Linked DNA regions of Mus musculus: region 2 is linked to region 1. The links are chromatin contacts, called in public HiChIP or PLAC-seq maps. All regions are on one chromosome and are shown on one strand. Each heading gives the region's core, a stretch centred on a gene start, on an enhancer-like site or on the middle of the called end of the contact. The rest is flanking DNA. Distances are from core to core; before and after follow the strand shown.

Region 1 (4,709 bases), core at 1,040-3,539:
GTACATATGACACTGAGTAAGGGCTTGTATGTACACATAGTGTTTGGGCCATTTGATTGTATGTAAACTAAGCCATTTTAAGTCTATTCTTTCCCCTCCTCAAAACCATAGAATCATGTCTCTATTCTTGGAAAGGCCTCCTGGCATCCTGCTTTGACTCTAGCTATAGATGTGCCCAGCTGGCACAGGCAAAGACAAGATGCTTAAGTGTTTATGTGCTACACTGCTCAATTATAAATCCACACTTTCTCATTTAAATATTTCCAGGAAATCAACATATATTCAATTTACATTTGGTGCCACATTTTTCTCTCTTACTACCTTTCAAATCACACCTCTCTTGCCCTCTAGAAAGCTACTCCTAAATTCACAGTGTGCCTCTCCTTTTAGAAATACAACTTGGAAACACCCTCATTTACCCTCAAAAAAAATACAATAAAATAATTGCTTGATAACTGAATGCAGGTAAACATATAATAGTATACTTTGAATATTTCTGAGGTGTGTCTATGTTCTCTCTCTCTCTCTCTCTCTCTCTCTCTCTCTCTCTCTCTCTCTCTCTGTGTGTATGTGGGGGGGGTGTACCTAACAGAATTATTATCTCTATGTGAAGGTCTTTTAACATAACGCCTTCCACTAGACACTCAATTTCTCAAAAGCAGGGATTTCACTCAGCTCCGTGTCTTCATTCAGCTGTTGATCAACTTCTCTGTGATGTTAAGCTTCCCGCATCCTTCTCATTCTCTCTGTCACTGGGAGTCTCGAACAGCTCACTCAGACTTCATTTGCCATTTACCAGGTCTTTAGAAACTGTGCCTACCATATAGTAAGGACCCAACAAATATTTGGGGTTGATAAATCAGTGAATGAATTTAACCAATGCTTATATATTGCTTAAAGAACAAATCCAATTAAAAAATTATAACACAGTAGCATTCTCATCCTTTTGAGTTGGGGATGAAATGTAGAACAAATTTAATATGGGGAAGGTTACAGTGTGTGATGTGTCATATCCAAGACTGGATACCAGACAAATGAACCCACACGGGGCCTCCTTCTCGGTCTTTCCTATTGCTCCTTCTAGAATAAGTCAGCCTCTATAGCATAAGGGTACATAACTGAAGAACTACATGAAGGGGAAGTGAGACCTCCAACTAACACCAAACACAAATCTATCAGCTCTGTGAGCACAGCACCTCACTCTTGTGTATTATACCCTCAGGTAACTGCAGCACCAGATGATATCACTTCATTGCTGCTTGAAGTCCTTAGGTCTTGGGTCAGTTTGCCATTCAACAACAGAAAAACATACAAAATAAAAGCCCAACAAAGGTAAACATAGCTACGGAAACGCACCAAGGCCTCCCAGGTAAACTATGTCATTCATCACAATGGAAAAGCTTCACAACAAAAACTGCTCATATTCAGAAAGTGGGTGTAAAAGTCCCATGAAGCCTCACGGATGCTGGTATAATGAGATGCTGGCTGGACAAGCAGAAGTGCTCTGAGTATGTGCTCCCTGCTTCTACTGCCTCTGCTGTGCCTTTCAATTACTCCCACAACCCACAGTAGGGAATGGTGATCTCACAAAGCGACAGGAGAAATAAAGATTCTATGTCAGCCACTGAGAAAGATAGACCAACATCCCTGTACTGGTTACAAAGCTAAAATAGTCTGGAAATTGATTGCATTTAAATCTAGGAGAAGTATCTCTCCTCCTGCAGCCTCCTTTTGGACAGCTTAACCAAGAATAGAAGGAGCTAGGATTTCACTCCCTCTGTTTGGTCAGCATCCTTCTACAGGGCCCAACTAGCTCCTAGAACTATGACATGAATCGCTAGATGACGGTATTCTAACTTTGTATCCTCAACCTCCGTTCCACTCTGCCACTGCTTTTGGAGCTGCTGTGATCTGTAGACCCCGACCCAGCCTGAAAACTTGGAAGAAGCTGGAGGCAGGCCACTCCCACAGGATCCACAGAGTAGCTAAACAGAACAGGACTGGGGCGGAGCCAGATTTGTGAGCCTGGCTCAGAGGGCCTGCCTTTATTTTTAGCAGGTAATCAACCCTCACTTTGTTGTTCTCAGAAAAGCCCCACCCTCGTCTAAATGGCTCATGTAATTAGCACCTCTCTAGCTCTAATTCCCTCCCTAACCGCCTGTAATTATTATCTGCTGACCTTTGTTCCCTTAATTGCTGTTTGACTCCTGATCCCGCGGTACTGCTCTGCCTTCTCTTTTTCCCCTCCCTTCTGACTCAAGGACCTATTGTGTACAGTACAGTATTTGTTTTTCTAATCCCAGGGAGTCTTTGGAATCCCCACTTCTCAGCAATGGGAGACAGCTCCAATTTCCACTTGAAGAGAGGCTGTTCTGCATACACAACTTTTTCCAGCTCTCTCTTTCTGCTTTCTTTGACATTACTTTCAGGGCCGGCAATATTGGTCAGTAGGTAAAGGTGCTTGTTGTCAAGCCCAGTGACCTGAGTGAAGAACTCCAATAGCCACAAGTTGTCAGCTGACCTCTCTACATTCCCCTCCACCATGGCTCCTGATGCCACGTGTACACATTTATGTGTACGTGCACATACTTAATTGACTGATTGATTAACTAATTTAAATTTTTTTAAGGAATTAACTTCCAAATCAAAATAATGGAAGCTATTCTTCTGGGAGAGAGGATGGAGACATGTAGTAATTCAGGGATTTGCTTCTTGTGATGAGGCTTCTATGAGGAGAGACCACACAGCTCCCTGAAGGCTGTCTGCATTTGACCTCAGAGGTTCTCACTTGTCTCAGAGAAATCAAACTTGAACCACCCGAGAGATCTGTCTCTGGCCTGTACATTTCACACTAGTCATGACTAACCTACCTTAATTGTAATCTTAGATTACCCCACTGCTTCATCAAATGCAATACCACTGCCCCACTGCTTCATCAAATGCAATACCACTACCCCACTGCTTCATCAAATGCAATACCACTGCCCCACTGCTTCATCAAATGCAATACCACTGCCCCACTGCTTCATCAAATGCAATACCACTACCCCACTGCTTCATCAAATGCAATACCACTGCCCCACTGCTTCATCAAATGCAATACCACTGCCCCACTGCTTCATCAAATGCAATACCACTACCCCACTGCTTCATCAAATGCAATACCACTGCCCCACTGCTTCATCAAATGCAATACCACTACCCCACTGCTTCATCAAATGCAATACCACTACCCCACTGCTTCATCAAATGCAATACCACTGCCCCACTGCTTCATCAAATGCAATACCACTGCCCCACTGCTTCATCAAATGCAATACCACTACCCCACTGCTTCATCAAATGCAATACCACTGCCCCACTGCTTCATCAAATGCAATACCACTACCCCACTGCTTCATCAAATGCAATGCCACTGCCCCACTGCTTCATCAAATGCAATGCCACTACCCCACTGCTATACGAACTGTTGACTTGTTCTCTTCCATCTCTGAATTTTCAGCTTCTCTTATTTTAGTGAGCCATGCTCATCAGCATCCAAACATGACCTAGTATCCTCTATCTGTGCATATGTTCCTGTGTATGTGCACAAGTGAGAGTATGTTCACAGCCAATGGAGGCTAGAGGTTAACACCACACATATCTTCCCCTATTCCTCTCCACTTTGTATTTTGAGACAGTCTCTCATTAAGTCTGGAGCTCACGGATTGGCTAGAGTGTCTGGCCAGTGAGCCTCTGGGATCCTTCTGTCTCTGCCTTCTCAGCACTGTTTGCAGGGAGTTGCTATCATGCCAGTTTCTTTTACATGAGTGCTGGAGATCTGAACACTGGTCCTCAAACTTGCAAAATAAACACTTTACCAGCCCCAGTGACCTTATGACATAGGCTTCTCCAACCATCATCTATTCTTCCTTCCTGTTTGCAGGATAATATCACCAAAAAAGTTGTGTGTATTTTCTATTCCAGCTCCTCCCCTCCATTTCCCATCATACCTACAACATCACATTTTGTACTGAACACAACCCTTGTCAAGGTCATTGGTAACCTCCGTGTGGCTAAAACCAGTAATCAATCCCTCTTCCTTGTCTTTCGTATTGAAAATGTAAATTTGTCTCTCTCCTTCAGGACCCTGAAACTTCCAGACTTCCAGAAATACACTCAGTCTCCTCCGCTGTCACACAGACAGATCATTTCCTATATCCAGCAAGGGAGTGGGGGGGGGGGGGGGCGGGGGTGTCTTCTTTCCAGTTGGAGACTGAGTCCTTACATTTCTCCATCAGGTCACTGATCACATCTCATGGTTTTATGCCATCATTCTTTGTGTTGATGACTGCTGAGTTCTCTTGTTCATCCTGACCTCACCAATGTATCTCTGATTCACACACTCAATGTTTTATTTATCACTTGCCTAATGCATAAGCAAACCAAAATAACATATCCAAAATCAAACTTCTGTACTTCTTTGTACAATGAATGCCCCCTAACATCATCCCTGTCACCATCATCCTGGTCTCTGTTACACTGACTTCATTGCTTCACCTGCTTCAGCCATAGTCTCTGAAGTCATCTTTGGCTCTGTTCTTTTTCTTTGGCACATATCTAACCATTCTGCAAATTTTATCATTGTTACCATATGAACACAAGTACTACTTTTACTATCTTAGCCTAAGAAGCCACTGTGTATATGTCTATTACTGAGTCCTAATTTT
Region 2 (4,709 bases), core at 1,621-4,120, 110 kb after region 1:
TGCTAGCAAAGACATTTGCTTGCAACAGAGTTTTTGGAAAAGAAGTAAATTTTAACAGGTTACAAAACCCTGGGGGCAAAACCCATTCCTAACAAATGTAAAGTTGGAAAGTAGACATTTGTTTGAAGCTGATTTAAAATTATTTACCTTTTAAAATTGCAGGTAGGACTCCTCCAGTCCTTTTTAAAGATATACCAGTAGCTTTAAAGATTGTAATATAGTCACTTAAGTTATGATGATAGAAGAAATCATGGTTATATTCAGCCTATAACCTAGGAAGAAACAGAGGGTCTTTAAGGTGGCCCAAGCCTAGCTTCATGCCCTCTATCATCTGTGTTGTAAGATCCTTTGTTTTGATCACATGCTCCACCAAGTTGTCAGTGGGGCAAAGCGAACTGTGAGTGACACTCTGAGAGTGTGCATATATTTGAATAGCCTGACTATCCAGAGCAACAATTTGTAAGGGGACTCTAAAGTAGCTTGAGTTCTGATGATTTCCCTTTACTGAAGGACAAAGGGTAGAAGGAGGAGGCCTTTCTCGCTTGAGCTTTTGAGGTCTTTAAGGGTGGATCTCTGGTATTCTTGGTTGAATTACTATAAGGTATTGAATCTCTGGTTCTTCACTTATAAAACAGAAAGATTTCTGTCAGCAGGTTTTGGAAGCTTTCAAATAGCAAATATTAGTAATTTCACTTTGTTAACCATCAGCCCTTGGTAAATGAATCTCAGTATACACTACCGCCATATATTCAGTACAATAGCCCACTCTGGTGACAACAGACATCTGGGAAAAAGAACTGTTATGAACCTCCTTTCCTCTAGGAAATTTAATGTTTAAGCATTCAGATACAGTCATACAGCAATGCCTTAACAACGATTAAGTCATTCAGATTTCACAAGCATTCACATACAAGGGGTCACAGAAGTTGGGGTGCAAGAGTCTCGGATACCCATTTTTGCCTCCTTTCTGAGTCACATATGCCAATTTTTCACGGTGACTTGAAATCGTCTGTGAATGAATTGCTTATTACAGTGCTAATCACTGGGCCCTGTCTCAGACATACTAAAGGCCAGCCTTAGAAGAAGGAGCCTCTCTTTTAATCCTCAGACAGGTGATTATGTTAACAAGAGGCTGTGGCACCGTGCTCAATACTGCCCTCTTGTTCTTTTATATTTTTTTCTAAAAAAAAATAAAATAAAATGAATAATAAAGGTCTGTCTGCCCTAGCCTTTACTTATTGGCTGGATTAGAGGGGCAACGTTTAACAAAGCAGCAATCCAGGTAGACACTTGGCAGAGTTTATCATACAGCTAAATGAAAGTAGCCCTCCAGAACCTAGTCATGTAACTGATCTCTCATAGGTTAAAAAAAAAATCAAACAACCAAACAAAAACGGTCCAAAGACCACTCTCTGCTCTAGAGGAAGGGGGCTTAGTGAGCTACCCACCCCTCACCCTAAATCCTGGTTAAGTATATATACATATATATATTGATGTGTTGTTGCTGCCTAGATAATGACAGGCTTGGCTTCTGTGTGCGTGAATTTGCTAGGACTGGAAGTGAAAACATCTACAAAGCATGCAATGCCCTGGAACGGAATTCTTCTAATAAAAGATGTATCATTTTAAATGCGCGGAATTCTGATTCTGGTAATTCGTGCACTAGAGTGTCTATTTCGAGGCAGAGGAGGTATCATATGACAGCTCACGTCAAGGCAGCGTGGAGCCCTCTCGTGGACTCCCACCCACTTTCCCATTCACCGAGGAGAGGACTGCTCTCGCTGCCGCTCCCCCCACCCACCCCCGGCGAGCTAGCATGAAATCTCCCAGCCTCTGCCTAGATCAAATGGAGCTTCTCGCTGAAGGCGTGCGAGTATTACCTCCGCCATGCAATTTCCACTATCAATAATTTAACTTCTTTGCTGCAGAACAGGAGTACATATCGGCCACCAAAGACTCGCCCCCTCCCCCTTTTAACTGAAGAGAAGGGGAAATATATAGTAAGAGTCTAGAACCTTGGGGACCGGTCTTCCCCAGAGCAGCTGCCTTGATGTTTACTTTGACAAGTAGTGACTGAAAAAGGTGGGTTTCTTTTCTTTCTCTTTCCTCACCCCCCCCCCCGCCCCCGTTTGGTCTGCTGGGAAGCATATGGCTTTAGTGAGGTCTGTTATTGCCTAGGCTTCCCGGCTAGAAGCAGTAACTTGGTGTAATGCTATCCGGGGTTATTCATTAATAAAAAATACTGTTATTATCTTGATTGAATTCTATTAGGCACACTCCGGAGAGGTCAGGGCGCAAACTCTGGTTAAGCCGATGTGTTTAAGGTAGCGGAGTAAACCATAACCCCGCACACTCTGTGTAGTTTCATTGTGTGTTCGCTTTTTCTAGCTTTGTGGTGCGGGAAGGTGCGGGAAGGTGTGTCTGGGGCCGGGGCCTGGGGGTGGGGGTGGATGCACGCCCTCTCCCACAGAACTTGGGTGCTGGGATGGAAAAGATGGGGAGAGTTGCAAACCAGGGGAGAAAGATTTGAACGTGTGAGACTCACACTCGCTTCCTCCTACTCTAGAGCACATTGCGGGGAGTAGGGTGCCTAGGAACCGGGATTCGACCACCCCTCCTAGCAAAGGGCACCCTGCGGAGACCGCAGAGGGCAGGCACAGAGCTTTGGGTTTAAGCAGCGAGCTCCGGGGAAATGGAGAGAAGCCAGTGCAAGGCGATCAGGGATACCCCGAGGGCTTCCGAGGGCTTCCGAGGGCTTCCGAGGGCTGAGCCCCCGCAAGGAAAAGGCGCGTCGTCCCCTTTAAGCAGCCACCCCAATGGGTATCGGTGGCGCGGCGGAGCAGGGAGGGGATAGGGGCGGCGCTGTCTGACCAATCGAAGCTCAACCGAAGAGCTAAATAATGTCTGACCCCAGTGCCTGGCTCTGGCTGAGCTCTGGGTGCCCGTCGCTGCTGCCGTGCCGGGGCGCACCCGCTGGCTGGCTGTCGCACGGTTCCCAGTGCGCCCGGGACTCCCGGGCTTGGAGAAGGAAACCGCCTGGGGCGGCGCGCCACCTCCGCCTGGGAGGCTTTGATGAGACCCGGTTCCTTCAACTGCCACCACTGCCTTGGGGCAGACGAGAAAGCGCACGGGGCCCAGGGCAGGGCGCAGGGACCAGAAGCGTGACAACAATGTGACTCCACTGCCGGGGATCCGAGAGCTTTGTGTGGACCCTGAGGTAGGCGACTGCGGGGCGTGGGGCTAAGTGCGAGAGCCAGAGGCGCGTGCGCCCGGGAAAGTTGGCTAGGGGACTGAGAAGTTGTGGGACTGCAGAACTCCGGCTTCACCTTCGTCCCGGGACAGCGGAGGGGCGGGCTTGCTCCTGGGGAGCGTTCTCCCGGGATCCCACGACTCTGAGGGACAGTGCGACCCCAGGAATCCCTTCAGTGTGAGAGAAAAAGCCAAGGGAAGAGGACGACTTGCGCCATGGGAGCTAAGCCTGCGTCCCGGGGATCCCCGAAGTCCTCCCGCAGACGAGGAAGGGTGGTGAGAGAGATATAGAGCGACAGCTGTTGGGGGCTCAGACGGATGGCACCGGGACAGGGCTGGGATGAGAGCCCTTACCACCGGCTTAGGCACTCTCCACGCAAATTTGGACCGGGGTGGTGTGTAGTCCGAGAATGGGTCTTGGCGCCTTCTGTCCTCATCTCTTTTCCTGGGTATCACAACAGGCTGTTCACTGTCACCTGCTCTCTAGGGAGTACTACCAAAGCTTACTTACAGGTCCAAGGTCAACGTTTAACTAGGAAAACTTGGGACCCTTCTTATCGCTGGGGCCTGAAAGGGTCTGCGGAACTCCAGGACAGCCTGTATCCGACCCTCTGTCCATCCTGCGCACCTCCCTTTGGGCATCCTCCTGAGGAAGTGAAAGTTTTGACTTTCATCCGGGAGTAGGTTGGGTGTTTATGGAGGATGAAGAGGCTAGTTTTGATTTCCAGGGATGCTGAAACAGGAAGAGCAATGGATAAGCGACCTAAGCGTAGAAAGAAATAGCTGAAGATGGGGGCTTTGTGCTTGATGACAAGGAAGAAGGGGAAATTGCTGCCGGGGGTGGGGGGGGGGTGGTGTTGTTCCCCCCGGGGCTGCTGAGGGCGGTGAGCCACAGGCTGTGAGTTTGAGTTTGAACTGGTGTTTTAGTGAAAACAATTCGTGAGTTGGGGGTGGAGCCTGGGCTAGGAAACTGGGGATGGGGACTTGGGGATGGGGGGAGCCGGAGGGAGAGAGGGAGGATCCAAGGAGGAGGGAGGGGAGGGCCAGGAGAGCTGAGCTAGGAAGGTAGAGGGTGCCCTCTTCTGGCCACACTGGCAAGAGTAGCTGCTGGGGCTCGTCGAATGGGGGCGGGGAAGTGTTTTAGGGGCAGTTTTGCTGGTCGTTATGGGGGTTGCGAGTAGAAACTTGTTGAGTGGCGTTTTGAAACAGCTTCCTGAAGATGTGCGGCTCGGTTCGGAATTTTGGCTTGTTGCATTTCTTTCCTTGAGTTGCCGGGGTGCTTTGAGATACCATTGACTAAGTGCTAGGATTTTCTTGATCTTACTTGAGGGTCTTCCCGGCATCCTAAAATATCCGTCTTCTCAGCGTCAACAACAGCCTTTTAGCCCCTCTCACAAGAATACAGGATGTTCTTGTCTGGAAGTATGTTTCTGCCTGTTTATTAATCCTTCTAGAACTTA

The links. HiChIP or PLAC-seq counts read pairs in DNA pulled down with a chosen protein or histone mark.
Region 2: an HNF4G HiChIP or PLAC-seq map of pancreatic cancer cells shows a contact between it and region 1. The contact joins the promoter of Bdnf here to the enhancer-like site in region 1. A contact is called at or near these places in 1 of 15 datasets of contacts at CTCF or cohesin (the NIH/3T3 cell line), 6 of 484 Hi-C or Micro-C datasets (the HL-1 cell line, embryonic stem cells, nephron progenitors and 1 more), 3 of 115 datasets of contacts at active chromatin or transcription factors (embryonic stem cells and pancreatic cancer cells) and 1 of 9 other capture datasets (liver).

Annotation. Positions count from the first base shown.
Region 1 is chr2:109,576,967-109,581,675 of GRCm38.p6, forward strand. No RefSeq gene overlaps it. Among named protein-coding and RNA genes, the nearest start is that of Bdnf, 110 kb to the right of the region's middle. Within about 2 kb of position 2,290, at least 31 of the 459 cell types and tissues checked have an H3K27ac peak or open chromatin away from gene starts, as enhancers often do. A contact at or near this core is called in pancreatic cancer cells, where this site is marked.
Region 2 is chr2:109,690,693-109,695,401 of GRCm38.p6, forward strand. Bdnf (brain derived neurotrophic factor) reads left to right here and starts at 2,871. Exons shown (of 2, transcript NM_001048142.1): 1 at 2,871-3,217.